Linked DNA regions of Mus musculus: all the other regions are linked to region 2. The links are chromatin contacts, called in public promoter capture Hi-C maps. All regions are on one chromosome and are shown on one strand. The core of a region is the stretch at or near the end of the contact, and the rest is flanking DNA. Distances in the headings are between cores, read along the strand shown.

Region 1 (3,096 bases), core at 389-2,888, 280 kb after region 2:
AACAAGATCTGACCCCCTCTTCTGGAGTGTCTGAAGACAGCTACAGTGTACTTACATATAATAAATAAATAAATAAATAAATAAATAAATAAATCTTTAAAAAAAAAAAAAAAAGAAGCCTCTACTTGTGGAATTGCTTAGTAGAACTAACTTCTTTGAGAAGCCAGAGTCCTTCTGCTGTTGTGTTTGCCCTTCACATTATGTCTCTGGCCGTTTGTGAAAGCTTATGCTTTTTGGTGAGGAATAAAAAGTGGAAGGTCTGTTTTGGGGTAGCAGTTTTAGGGCCTTGAACCTTCCTTCTCCTTTCTCAACAGCTGATGCTTATGGCTGTTCTGAACTGCCTCTTCGATTCCCTGAGCCAGATGCTGAGGTGAGCAGCCATTCTCATTTTAAATTTGGAAGGGAAATACCTATTCCTTAGAGCCCGGGATTAGTGGGAAATCTGAGCCACACTGGGGAATTGGTTCAGTGTAAGACATAGACTTGCTGTTTGTGGATAACTAATTTGAGTGGAGGGTTAGGTGGAGAGAATGGTCTTCATGTGGAATCATTCTCTTACTGAGGGAGGAAAGAGAGTCCTTCAGGAAGAATACTCTATTCTCTGTTTCCTTTGGCTGCCCTGATGATTAGAACCAAGGGTAGGCAACTGTTCTACCACTGAGCTTCTCACCTAAACTTTTTCTTTATTTTATTTTTCTTTTAATTTAAGACAAGGTCCTAGGGGGAAAAAAAAAAGAAAGAAAGAAAGAAAGAAGGAAAGAAAGAAAGAAAGAAAGAAAGAAAGAAAGAAAGAAAGAAAGAAAGAAAGATTGATTCTGAAAACTAATGTAAAGGAACCGTAATCCTGTCACCAGAACACATCATGCTTAAGATTCAGTTGGGAGCAGAGCATATCAGATGCTCTAAAATAATCGAGAGGTTGATTATCTATAGCTTTTCAAGCCTTTTTGTGTCTTGACATCAACTTTTAACCTTAGAGTCTTTGATACACAAATAAAAATTTACCCAGGCTGTCTTAAGATTCTATTTGTAACCCAGGCAACCCTTGAACATGTAACCCCTGCTTCAGCTTCAAGAGTAGTTTGGAGTACAGACTCGGACCTCGTCTGTATGCCTGTACCTACTCTTGTCATGTCCAGTAACTCTGATGGTGTTCTGAGCCCCAGATGCTTTCCTAGGCCTGTCCGCTGGGTTTGAAGGAGGGGAAGGCCAGGGAAGTGACCCAGTGACCCAGGTGAAACTTCCCTATCTTGGAAAAGGAGGAAACACCACAATTTTCCATTGCTAGCCCTTATAGTCTTTCCCTGGACACAGAATGGGCCCACTGTGCTCTTTGCCCTCTACCTCCCCAGTAGCCCTCTGTTCCCACGCACACAAGCAAGGGAAGATATAAGATACTTTCTCTGAAAACATTCAAGGCTCTGAACTTCAGCCACAGCAGCTCCTAAAAGTGAACACATTTTAGAAATCCATGTGGAGTAGAACAGCGGGTGCTCTCAGCCCACAACCCAGCAGCCAGAGGCTCAGGTTTCCTCAGGAAGGGGGTGATTTATTTCCCAGCCAGGTGAATGAATAGACTTCATTTCGGGTAATCTAGAGAAAGAGTCATACTGACGGATGTGACAGGCCACATGCACCAACCACCGGATCTGAGGCTGGTAGATGCAGCCCCTGGCTGTTCCCAGCCCCTCCTTGGCCTTTGTTTTAGGGTTTGAACAGACCTGGGGGGAGGGGAGAGGCAGAGAGACTTCAGAAGGAGCTTGAACGCAGAGGGTTTTGCATTCCCACTCCTCCCACCTTTCCACCATCACCAACTCCAGATTATGAGCTATGAATTTTTTTCCTATCTTCTATGTCTTTTTACAAGCACCTCCACCAGCAGCAGCAGCAGCAGCATGCTGGATAAGTAGCCTAGGAGTCAGAAGTTAGCTGTTTGGGATCCCCCCCAGAATGTCAAGACTCTGGTCACTGTTCAGTGGTATAAAAGGCTCTTTTTCACCTCACTCCCTTCTACATGTGGGTGGTGGAGGCAGTTACTGGTTAGGGTTAGGATCCCTTATTTAGACAGTATCCCAGAATTCCTTTCTCACACAACCTAATTTTTCCTCTTCTTTTGGGGATTCAGGAAAAATGTAGAAAAGCGAGCTTTGCTGGAGAACATGGAGGGCCTCTTCTTGGCTGTGGATGAAATTGTAGATGGAGGGTGAGTTCTCTGCCCTGCCCGTATTTGGAGTGGGGAGGGGAGGTGGCTGCCCCTCAGCTAGTGAACCTGACTTACAGCAAATTGGTCCCTTGGAGCAAACAACCGTCTTCTTTGTGTTTGTAGGGTGATCCTAGAGAGCGACCCCCAGCAAGTGGTGCACCGGGTGGCTTTGAGGGTAAGCAGGGATGTGTATCCCATCTCTCCACGGATCCTCCCAAGCCAGGCTTGCTGGGTGGGTGTAGCTGAGGGTCAGCTTATACATAGGTCCCACCTTCTCCTGTCCTCTTCACACGAATGTATCATTCTCCCGGCTTCTACATCTCCATGTCCCAGAGAAGCAGAGGAGCTCACTTATGTTTCTAACGTGGCACCTAGCATATTATATGGTCTTTCCACAAAATGGTCACTTTAATATGTTGAATGAACAAAGAAGTAAAAGAAACCTTAATATTCATGGTTCTAAAACTGTTAAGGAACTTGAGGTTGACTTGTTGCCTCTTTGGAGGTAGATCCAGTCACCAGAGGCAGAGGAGTGTCTCACTCCGATGGAGCCCTCAGAAACCTCGTAATTGCCAGCACCTCAGCCCTCACTGAGTTAATTTCTGCTGGGAGTCTTCATGTCTGCTGGGAGATGACAGTGCAGAGAATCCACCTGTAAATTGTATGGTGCAGAATGTCTGAGCAGAGGTGTGCTACCAGTTCCCAGAACGTCCCAGCTCTGACCTCCACAGAGTGAAAGCTGCCAGTGCTGGCTAATGGGAAGTCTTCTTCCTTAACTGCCGTGGGCTCCATTTGCATAGTTTAATCTTCTCCTCTAACATATGTCTCTATGTGGCAAGAGAGAGCCCCTTCCCTCTTGCTCCCCCCTCTCTCTTCTCAGGCTGCTGTTGCAG
Region 2 (3,202 bases), core at 46-2,545:
ACCGCCCCCCTCCTCCAGATCCTCGGCCAGCGGGGGTTGGGGGGAGAGTTCTGGCAGAGACTGAGAGTTCCTCAGTTCCTGAGGAAATGTGGGCAGTAAAGAGTAGGGTCTGGGACTAAGAAAGGGGATAGGACCCAAAGGTTGAAGAAACCCTGGCCAAAGACTGTGTCTGGGTTGCCCGACTCCCTGCCTGCCCACCCACCTCCCCATGAGCCTTCTATCTTGAAACCTGGGCTAAGAGCTTACCTCTAAAAGAACAAAAGCAGACTTTTATCTCTGCCTTGCTCATAATATTTGTGGAGGTTTCAATCTTGCCCCTCTATGCTCTTGGGGGTCATCTGAAATATCTGGCATTCTCATGGTACCACATGAAGACCACACAGAGCTGTAGAAGGGCCCTCCAGTTCATTGTGTCTAGTTACATGCATAGGAATGTTGCCTCTTGCAACATGTTAGGGTTCCTAACATTGTGAAGTCTACCCAAGTTCACCTGGCCCCTCACCTCCAGTCACATCCCAGAGAGTACCTAGGACTCTCAGCCTCAGGACCTGTCTGCTGCTTCTGCTCATTCAGGAACCCTCTCTCCTCTTGGGTATCCTGCCTACCTCCCAGAGGTTAATTTTTCCAAGCATACAAGACAAGCTTCTCTTTATCAAAACTGAGTTCAATCCTCCCAAGCAAGAGACCTTGACCTTTAGTTTAGGTAACCCAAGATATGTCCTCCTGGCTCTCCACGCTGGGCTTTAGCTACCCCAACTCTCTTTCTCAGTCATCATTGAAGTTTGGAAGGCTCTGGAGGTAGGGAACTGGCACTATTCGTTTCAAAAACCACCGGTGTAATTCATAAATAAGGCCTCATCCTTTCTCAATTTTAAGCAGAATTTTAAAGACAAGCTCAATGGGTTAGTTTGTCCAACAAGCAACAACTTCTCCACAAACTGACTGCTAGAAGGCCAAGCGATGCTACAAGATGAAATTCCTCCGAGTCGGCACCAGGTGTCGCTGTGAGCTCGTTGTCCCGACTACCCCCCAATTCCAAGAACCATTTTTTTTTCCTCCCCCTTGCTTCTCTTTCTCTTTCATCCCCCCCCCCCCAACCCCCGGGCTTTGCCAACATATCAAGATGCGTTTCGCCGGCTTCCATCACTAACCTCCCGGAGGTCATCAAGCCAAATTTATGAGTGGCCGCTCCAGTCACGTGACTCTATTTAAGGCTCCCTTATTTGGGAAGAGCGCATAGGATAAAGAAAGAGATATCTCCACCTATAAATTGTGCACTTTGGAGAACAAAAACCCCCTCAACTTCAAAGAGTCACAAATCACCCTTAATCAAAAAGGGTGCAGAAATTTTTTTTGGGCCCTCCCCGCCATGAGCTCCTACGTAGCCAATTCATTCTATAAGCAGAGCCCCAATATCCCTGCCTATAACATGCAAACTTGTGGGAACTATGGATCGGCCTCAGAGGTGCAGGCATCCAGGTACTGCTACGGCGGATTGGACTTAAGCATCACTTTCCCACCGCCTGCGCCTTCCAACTCTCTCCACGGGGTAGACATGGCTGCCAACCCCCGGGCTCACCCCGACCGCCCCGCCTGCAGCGCCGCGGCCGCTCCGGGACACGCTCTGGGCAGAGACGAAGCGGCTCCTCTGAACCCTGGGATGTACAGTCAGAAGGCGGCTCGCCCGGCGCTGGAGGAGCGAGCTAAGAGCAGTGGGGAGATCAAAGAGGAGCAGGCGCAGACAGGGCAGCCTGCCGGACTGAGCCAGCCACCGGCCCCGCCACAGATTTACCCGTGGATGACCAAACTGCACATGAGCCACGGTAAACTTTAGGACTTCATTTTGCGCGCTCGGGTCCGCCTGGGTTTTATAGGCCATGCGGGGCAAATAAAGAAAAAAAACCTGCGGCCATAAATTTTACGATCCAGGCATCAATGGCTCGTAAAACTGTCCACTAAAAGGCTTAGAGGCTGTGTGCGCCCAAATTTACGACGACATAATTGGATCATAGGAACAAAACGTGTATAAAAGGCAATATTCAATTTTGGGGGGAGAGGGAGGGAGTTAAAAAAATAGAGGGATCTGAAGGGTGAGGAGCATGGGGCTCCAGAGTGGGGATCCCCCCGCGGCTCCCTCCCTCCCTCCCCTGCGGAGCCGGCTCGGCCAGTGCTCGCGGCTCCGGAGGATTCCAGCGACTCGGGAGGGGCGGGAGGGGGGTCCCCGGTGCTCGGATCTCGAGGGTGCTTATTGTTCGGTCCGAGCCTGGGTCTCCCTCTTCCCCCCATCCCCCCTCAGCCCCTCCGGCCGCAGAGTGAAGGCGGCGGTGGAAAGTTTCCTGCCCAGGCGGAGGCGCTTCTCCCGGGACCGGGCCTGCCCGCCTGCGGCCCTTCTGGCCTGTCCCACCGCGCTCACCTCTACTCCCTCCGACCACGGGTGGGGCCTGGGACTAGGGTGGGACGTTGGAGTGCTGCACGCTATTCATCCCTCCCTGGTTTGGGGGAATTTATGTTCCAGAGACGGATGGCAAGCGGTCCCGAACCAGTTACACGCGCTACCAGACCCTGGAACTCGAGAAAGAATTCCATTTTAACCGCTACCTCACTCGCCGCAGGCGCATAGAGATTGCCAACAACTTGTGTCTCAACGAGAGACAGATCAAGATCTGGTTCCAGAACCGCAGGATGAAGTGGAAGAAAGATTCCAAAATGAAGAGCAAAGAAGCTCTTTAGAGGAAGCAGGGAGCCCTCAGAGAGCACCCCGGTCTGCTGTGGTCCCTGCGCCCTTCCTTTTCGGTTTTCCTCCTTCTAGATTTTGAGGCGGAGGCTAGAGCACTGGCTCCGGGCCTCCCAGACAAAAGCGCATTTCTTTGGCATTCCGAATCCCCATCGACCCAGGGTTCCGCAGGACCGCCTGCACTGCCTGTCTTGCCTCAGCTCAGCTGAGCACCCCAGGCCCGGGGCACATTCTTGTAGGGCGGGTACTGGATAAGTCTCAGCCTGGGCTGCCTCTCTCGGCTCCGAGCCCTAGTTCAGCTAGCCTGAGTTAAGGTGAGACAGACTGACTGTAACCCCTTCTCCCCGACCTCCGCCTCACCCTCTTCTTTGTTCCTGCCTAGGCTGACCAGCCTGCTGAAGGCTGGTTGTGCCAGGCAGAGGCTATGACTAGCTAGAATCGGGGTGCTTTCAACTAACCTTTGTAACT
Region 3 (2,931 bases), core at 386-2,885, 270 kb before region 2:
TAGCTCTGAGCAGTCTCTCACCAGAGGCAAATTTGTATCCTTTAGGGGTGGATCTAAATTCTGAAAACAGTCAAGTGTTGTTAGGAACCACGGCTGGAGAATAAGGTGAAGGCCCAGCCAGGGAATAATATTTCCAGTTAAGTACAAGGTGAATGTGGAAAGACACCATGTGTGTGTATGTGTGTGCATGTGCCCCCTCCTTCCACATAGCTCTGAAAAGCCATTTTGAAGAACCTTGTCGGATGTGACAGGAGACCTTGCAGCTGCCGCTGGAGATTCCAGTCTTCTGCCTGTTAAACATAGAGCGCTCACACCCCAGTGTGGCATCAGATAGTCAAGAACTGCCCTGTCCTGATTATCCATCCCCACCAAGGGTGGCTCATAACCCCGTCCATGTTGGTGTAGAGCACACTCAAGTGCAAGTAACTTGGTGATCCCCTAGATATATCAGACTGAAAATGGTAAATGACTAGGGTAAATGTATAAGGAGAGCTAGCGAGTTCATGTGAGAAAGCTGTCTGGAAGAGCAGAGTTAGGAGTGGGGTGTGGAAGAAGAAACCCAATAGTGCATGAAACAGAATGACAAGTACTTCTCTATGGCCATTCTGAGGAGGGTGGACAAATTGTGAGCGCAGCGAACAGCTTTTTTTCTTTTTGGCTGGGTACAAAGAACTGGAATAGATAGAATGGAGGCAGGTTCAAGAGGCAGGCTGGGTGATCCCATTTCTAAGAGGAACTGGGGCCTTCTGGAAGGCACACTGACATGTGTTAGATGGCACTTGTGCACAATTTTCTGGATAGGTGTGCAGTTGTGTGTGTGTGTGTGTGTGTGTGTGTGTAGGGGCATACATATCCAAGTAGCTTTGTGCCATGTGGCTTTATGCCCCAGGCTCCTGTCTTTCCATCTGTGTGCGACTGGCATTCAGCTATGTCTGAGCGTGTTTGTTCATTTGTGTATTTCCACGTGGTCGTGTGTGAGTAATATTTCCATTGCTTTCTGAGTATTTCATTTGGCTACATGCGGCGGAAGGCATCGTGAGAAGTGAATTCACAGGCGATGTGTGCCTGAGTGTGCGTGCTGGTGTCTGCAGGAGCAGCGGGGCTGGAATGGAGCCTTCTTTCTCTCTCTCTCCACTGGCTCCATCTGCCCTCTCTGAGGTCGTGACAAGGAGGCAGACAGCAAAACTGGCAAACAGTTACAGCTAGGAAGACCAGAAGTATTGCAAGCCCGGCTCAGACTATCACTGCTGGGGAGAAATAGCCAGAGGGAGACCGACATGACAATAGCGCGCACAGATGCTGCGTGGACGCGCTTCCCGGGGCAGGTGCGCTCATGCGCGTAGGCCTTCACTAGCATCAGGGCCTTGGGCGCACCGGTCCTACTCTGGCTCCTGGCTTTCCTTCCCCTGGCTATGACCAGATCTCCATCGCCTCCAAATGCCTGTCCCAGTTTGGGGCGCTGCGGCTGGGGAAGCAGACATCGACTTCGGAGCCAATCGCGGGACGTCTGCAGCCTCCTGGGGTGGTGGAAGAGATGCGTGCGGGGGCGTCCTCACCCTCGCTCCCTCCCCAGCTCGGCCGCCTCCTACCCACCCCCTTCCGGCCCGCGGCAGTTTCCGAAATCGCCCGGCGGCCGCGAATTCATTAGCGGGGGGCGGATGTAAACGCAGAGCGGTGGAACGTTTTAATTAGGCCTGAACAATAAACAAGCTAAACGAGGCGCACAGGGCTCCCTGGCGGGCCCTCAGCCTCCTCCGCGCCGCGCGGACTCATTACGGCTGCAGCCAATTTCATGCCAGCGCCGGGCGCGCGCGGCCCGGGCTGGGAGGGCGCGCGGGGGCGGCCGAGACACTCTGCCCTGGAGCTGAGCGCTGGGCGCTTGTCGGCTTCTCAGGGCCGCTGCTCACTCCACCCCGCCTGGCTCGGTGTCCTTGAGCTGAAGGTCTCCGCCCGCACCCGCCTGCTCTTTAGGGTCTGCCCTCCTCTGCGCGCGGGCCTCGTCCCACAGCTCAGAGGAGGGGTTCTGCTCTCGCCCTCCCCTTGCCTCGAACCCACACCCTGTCTGCCGCAGTCTCCCCATCTTCTCTACAGGATCTCTCTTCCCCGCGGGTCCCTTTTCATACATCGACGAGGACTGTTGGACGCAGTCATCCGCCCTTAGTGGGCCCTGTGGCCTGATGCCTCGGTCTCGCTCCGGGTATTCGCCATTTCTCTGCCCGCTGATGTAGCAGCCTGCCAGCCTCCCTCCCGCCCTCGTCTCCTGCCAGGGTTCCTCCCAAGGCACTTAGACCCGAAGGTTTAGGTGCGGCTTTGTCCTTAGCCATTAACAAGGCTGTTCTGGACTTAAGAACCGACCGAGTGGTTTAGCTTTCTTTCTCTTCCCCACCTTTTAGCTAAACTGCAAGCATATTTTGCAGGCGCGTAAGTCTTAGCCAAGATTCCTCAGGCTGGCTATTGATGACCTTAGGTCTTGCCTTGTCCCTCACGTGTGGCCTCTTACCTGGCCTTGATACCCTGTGAAGGGTGGGAAGTAATTTTAGTGCTTTGTGAGACAGTTGTGAGAAATAGCGCGGGGGATGATGAAGGTAGCGACCTTGGCACCTAGTATTCACTCAATCAATATTAGCCCTCTTTAGTCTCCGTGTTCCTCCTCAGTCTGCTCCTGTCTCTGTAACCTAAAATTCTGAGCAAAGGACTGGTAAACTCAGATGTAATAGGCCTCAAGGGAATTTCACATGAGCAACTGAACACCTGCACCAAAGCTCCGATTGGACGGACTCACAGAACAAAGGACACAACGCAGATCAGTACACAGGACTGAGCAAATTAAAACCCAGAGGCCAACGAGAGGTACTGTGGCACATACTTTTAATCCCAGGACTCCGGAGGCAGAGGCACGCAACACTCTATGGTTTCTAGGGCAGGGAGTTA
Region 4 (2,886 bases), core at 8-2,507, 490 kb after region 2:
ATTCTGTAAACTACATTGTGCAAGAGTGATAGAGTCTCAGATGCTGAGGTCTCTAGTCTGTGATTGCTTCTCTGGAGAGGAGGGAACAGTGATGTTTGTTGAAGTTAGATTGACAGAAGGTGAGGTCCCAAGATTCTTGTCACTTTTGGCTCTATCTCCAACTCTGCTGTAGCTTTCTATCTCTGTGCTTCCCAGTGGCTGCTTCTCCTGGCAGTTTTTTTCACAGTGGGAGTCTAGCACTTCCCCTCTGATCCTTTCTCTTCCTTCACCTGAGAAAAGAGGAGCCTCCACTCCATAGTTTAGAATATATGTCTCCTCCCGGTCACCCCTCCTCCCAAACCCCAGAGTTCTTGAAATGAAAAGTCACATTCTGGAACCCTGGATTAGTGGCTTGTTAGAAAACCAGCAGTCAGTGAATCCATTTCTATTTGCAGATTGCATGAGAGTTTCTACGGTGCCAAAGTAGGTGTTCATTCAGAGAACAGAGAGACAGAACTGGGTCCCATGGTGGGACACGGTAGGATGGAAGAGGTTTTGCCCTGTCACACAGTCTTGAGTTCAAATTCTACTTTCTTGTGTCACAAAATATTTATTCAGCAGAGAGGCTGTTCTACACTGGGCCTTTAGCTCTTACTTTTTTTTTTTTTTCCTTTGAAGGCAGAATAAAATGAAGTCAGTTGGAACGGCTGCAGGCCTGCAGGCCAGGCTAGCTATCAGGCTTGCTTTCCTGTCTGTGTGCAGTTACTGGGTAGTTAAGGAAGGCATGGGGGCTGCTTGATCTGCAGAGCTTTAAAATACATAGAAATTCCCTCTGGGCGGGCGAAGGAGGCAGGTCCGGAAGACCCGGTTGTGGGAGCTGAGGCCAGCTGTGGGATGCCAGCATTGCTCCGAGCCACCAGAACTTTTCCTTTCAAAGACAGGACCGCGGCGTGTGGGGGTTGGCCTGGCTAGGTTCTGAGGATTGTGGCTTCACTCCACCCACGGCCTGGTATTACAGGGAGAAAGAAGGACCACCGAGGATACGCGGGCAACCAGCCACGCGTGGAATCTTGGGACCACATGCGCGCATTCACAGAAACTCTGAACACACCCAGAGGGAACCACCCCACCATCCACACGAAGTCCTGCGGGCCGCCCGCGCGCGCTGTCAACACGCACTACCCCTCTCCCCGCCCCCCCGCGCGCAAGGGCACACGCAGCAGCCACTCGTACTGGGCGCCTGTGAGCGCGCTCGCCCTTGGGCGCTTCTGAGTGTGTGCACCCCTAGGCTCTCTTGCGCTCCTAGGCGAGGGGGAGGAGTGGCTACACTGCGCGGTAGACCGGCGGGCGGGCGGGTCGAGGAGCAGGGAGGGGAGCGAAGGGAGGGGGCCCTGGCCGGGGGAGGAGGAGGGAGGCGAGGAGGCGGCTGTGGCAGCGCACGGCGGCGGTGGCGGAGGTAGCGGCGGCGGCGGTGGCGGCGGCAGCGGCGCGGAGAGCTGGAAGCTGGAGCCCAGAGCTCAGCCGGGTAGCGTGAGAGAAGCAGCCGCAGGAACTGCAGCCCTGCTAGCTTGGGCCGAGCAGAAACACACCGGCCTGGCTGGTCCACGCCAGCCGCAGGTGGGAAGGGTCTAGGATGAGGGGCGAGGATCTCTCGGTAAGGGTCCGAAGCTGAGCAGAGGGGCTGTCTCCTCCTTCTGTTCTCTAGACAGTGGCTGAGCATGGAGCTGTCCCCCCGCAGTCCTCCAGAGATGCTGGAGTCGGATTGCCCGTCACCCCTGGAGCTGAAGTCAGCCCCCAGCAAGAAAATGTGGATTAAGCTACGGTCTCTGTGAGTCTCTGGCGGGGGGGGGCGGGGGGGGCGGTGTGTGTGTGTGTGTGCGCGTGTTGAACTCTCTTTCTGCGTGTATGTGGTGCTGCAATTGGAACCAGGCAGGTAGATTCTCTTGGTCACACATGTTGGCAGGTGCGAGGAAACATGGCCCTGACATCCTTGTCCAGGTCACATGTATGGGTCCTTGGCAGAACGAGCCTGTTGGTTAGAGCAGGTTTAGGAGTTGCAAAGCTTGTGCTTGTGTTTGCGGCCCTTTGGGTGACAGGCTGACACGCAGCAGCGCAAAGAGGCAGCGCACTGTATGTGCGGTGTGACAGGGCTGCAGACAGGCAGCGTTCAGGAGGTGCCAGGCTGACTCACACATATCCATGTGCAGGGTTGTGCAGATGTGAGACCCATCACATGCAGTGTGCACGAGTGTTCATGGGTCACAGAGGTGTGAAGAGCACTTGCACACCGATGCGGCGGATCTAGTGCACAGAGAGATATTTGTGCCAACCTGTGGGTTCTATATATCTTCTTTGGGATTGGTCGTTCTTCCCCCTGCATCCCACAGGGAACAGGATGAGGGTGCCCTGCACTTAAGAAGATCATCTGCTTTGGTGTCTGGAAATTGCATATTTAATGGTCTGGAGGAGTGGGTGGAACCGTCACCTGGGCGCTAGAGGACCGGGTGATTGATAGTGAAGAAGACTGATTGATTGATAGGAACAACATGATTGGCTTAATCAAAGCCTTTTTATTTATATAGGATCTCTCAGGATCTCCAAGCACATGTAAGCTTCATTCCTTATTGTGGGACTAGAGTACATGGAGAGGCCTGAAAGAGGAGAGGACGAACTCAGGTGTTTCATGCACCATTCTGAGAGAGAAAAGGAAGTTTTCTTCCTGCCCCTCAAAGCAGAACAGGATTGGGTCATGTACCATGTTTACCTCCCAGGCAGGTGCCGTTGGGTAATCTCTAACACTCTGTGGATTCTTAATCAGAAGATAAGAGAAGATGCACATCTCCCTAAGAGATTCCCTGCAGCTCTAGAAAAAGAGGAGAATAGATAGGAAACAAAATGGTAACCATT

The links. Promoter capture Hi-C pulls out the DNA fragments that hold promoters and counts their contacts.
Region 1: a promoter capture Hi-C map of embryonic stem cells shows a contact between it and region 2, with 11 read pairs. The contact joins the enhancer-like site here to the promoter of Hoxc5 in region 2. A contact is called at or near these places in 9 of 39 promoter capture datasets (the SN4741 cell line, cranial neural crest, embryonic stem cells and 5 more), 2 of 15 datasets of contacts at CTCF or cohesin (the NIH/3T3 cell line and large pre-B cells), 8 of 484 Hi-C or Micro-C datasets (cerebral cortex, cortical neurons, embryonic fibroblasts and 4 more), 14 of 115 datasets of contacts at active chromatin or transcription factors (acute myeloid leukemia, bone marrow-derived macrophages, craniofacial prominence and 9 more) and 5 of 9 other capture datasets (adipose tissue, embryonic stem cells, embryonic tail and 2 more).
Region 3: a promoter capture Hi-C map of embryonic stem cells shows a contact between it and region 2, with 24 read pairs. The contact joins the promoter of Cistr here to the promoter of Hoxc5 in region 2. A contact is called at or near these places in 22 of 39 promoter capture datasets (the 3T3-L1 cell line, the C10 cell line, the HPC-7 cell line and 11 more), 5 of 484 Hi-C or Micro-C datasets (embryonic ectoderm and embryonic stem cells), 15 of 115 datasets of contacts at active chromatin or transcription factors (craniofacial prominence, embryonic basal ganglia, embryonic forebrain and 9 more) and 5 of 9 other capture datasets (adipose tissue, embryonic stem cells, embryonic tail and 2 more).
Region 4: a promoter capture Hi-C map of fetal liver shows a contact between it and region 2, with 2.3 times the contacts expected there. The contact joins the promoter of Pde1b here to the promoter of Hoxc5 in region 2. A contact is called at or near these places in 4 of 39 promoter capture datasets (cranial neural crest, fetal liver, hematopoietic stem and progenitor cells and 1 more) and 1 of 115 datasets of contacts at active chromatin or transcription factors (trophoblast stem cells).

The regions. Positions count from the first base shown.
Region 1 is chr15:103,294,408-103,297,503 of GRCm38.p6, forward strand. It overlaps Copz1 (coatomer protein complex, subunit zeta 1), which reads left to right. Exons shown (of 9, transcript NM_019817.2): 5 at 315-370; 6 at 2,126-2,203; 7 at 2,327-2,378. Among named protein-coding and RNA genes, the nearest start is that of Gm41406, 5.5 kb to the left of the region's middle. Within about 2 kb of position 1,639, at least 41 of the 459 cell types and tissues checked have an H3K27ac peak or open chromatin away from gene starts, as enhancers often do. A contact at or near this core is called in craniofacial prominence, differentiating embryonic stem cells, embryonic limb bud and 1 more, where this site is marked.
Region 2 is chr15:103,012,713-103,015,914 of GRCm38.p6, forward strand. It overlaps Hoxc5 (homeobox C5), which reads left to right and starts at 1,296. Exons shown (of 2, transcript NM_175730.5): 1 at 1,296-1,823; 2 at 2,516-3,202. The coding sequence starts at 1,370. The coding sequence ends at 2,730. Mir615 (microRNA 615) reads left to right here and starts at 2,198; the gene lies at 2,198-2,289.
Region 3 is chr15:102,745,274-102,748,204 of GRCm38.p6, forward strand. It overlaps Cistr (chondrogenesis associated transcript), which reads right to left and starts at 1,636. Exons shown (of 1, transcript NR_104334.1): 1 at 1,168-1,636. It also overlaps a transcript of Gm36560 not described here.
Region 4 is chr15:103,501,777-103,504,662 of GRCm38.p6, forward strand. Pde1b (phosphodiesterase 1B, Ca2+-calmodulin dependent) reads left to right here and starts at 1,258. Exons shown (of 16, transcript NM_008800.2): 1 at 1,258-1,596; 2 at 1,685-1,807. The coding sequence starts at 1,698. It also overlaps a transcript of Nckap1l not described here.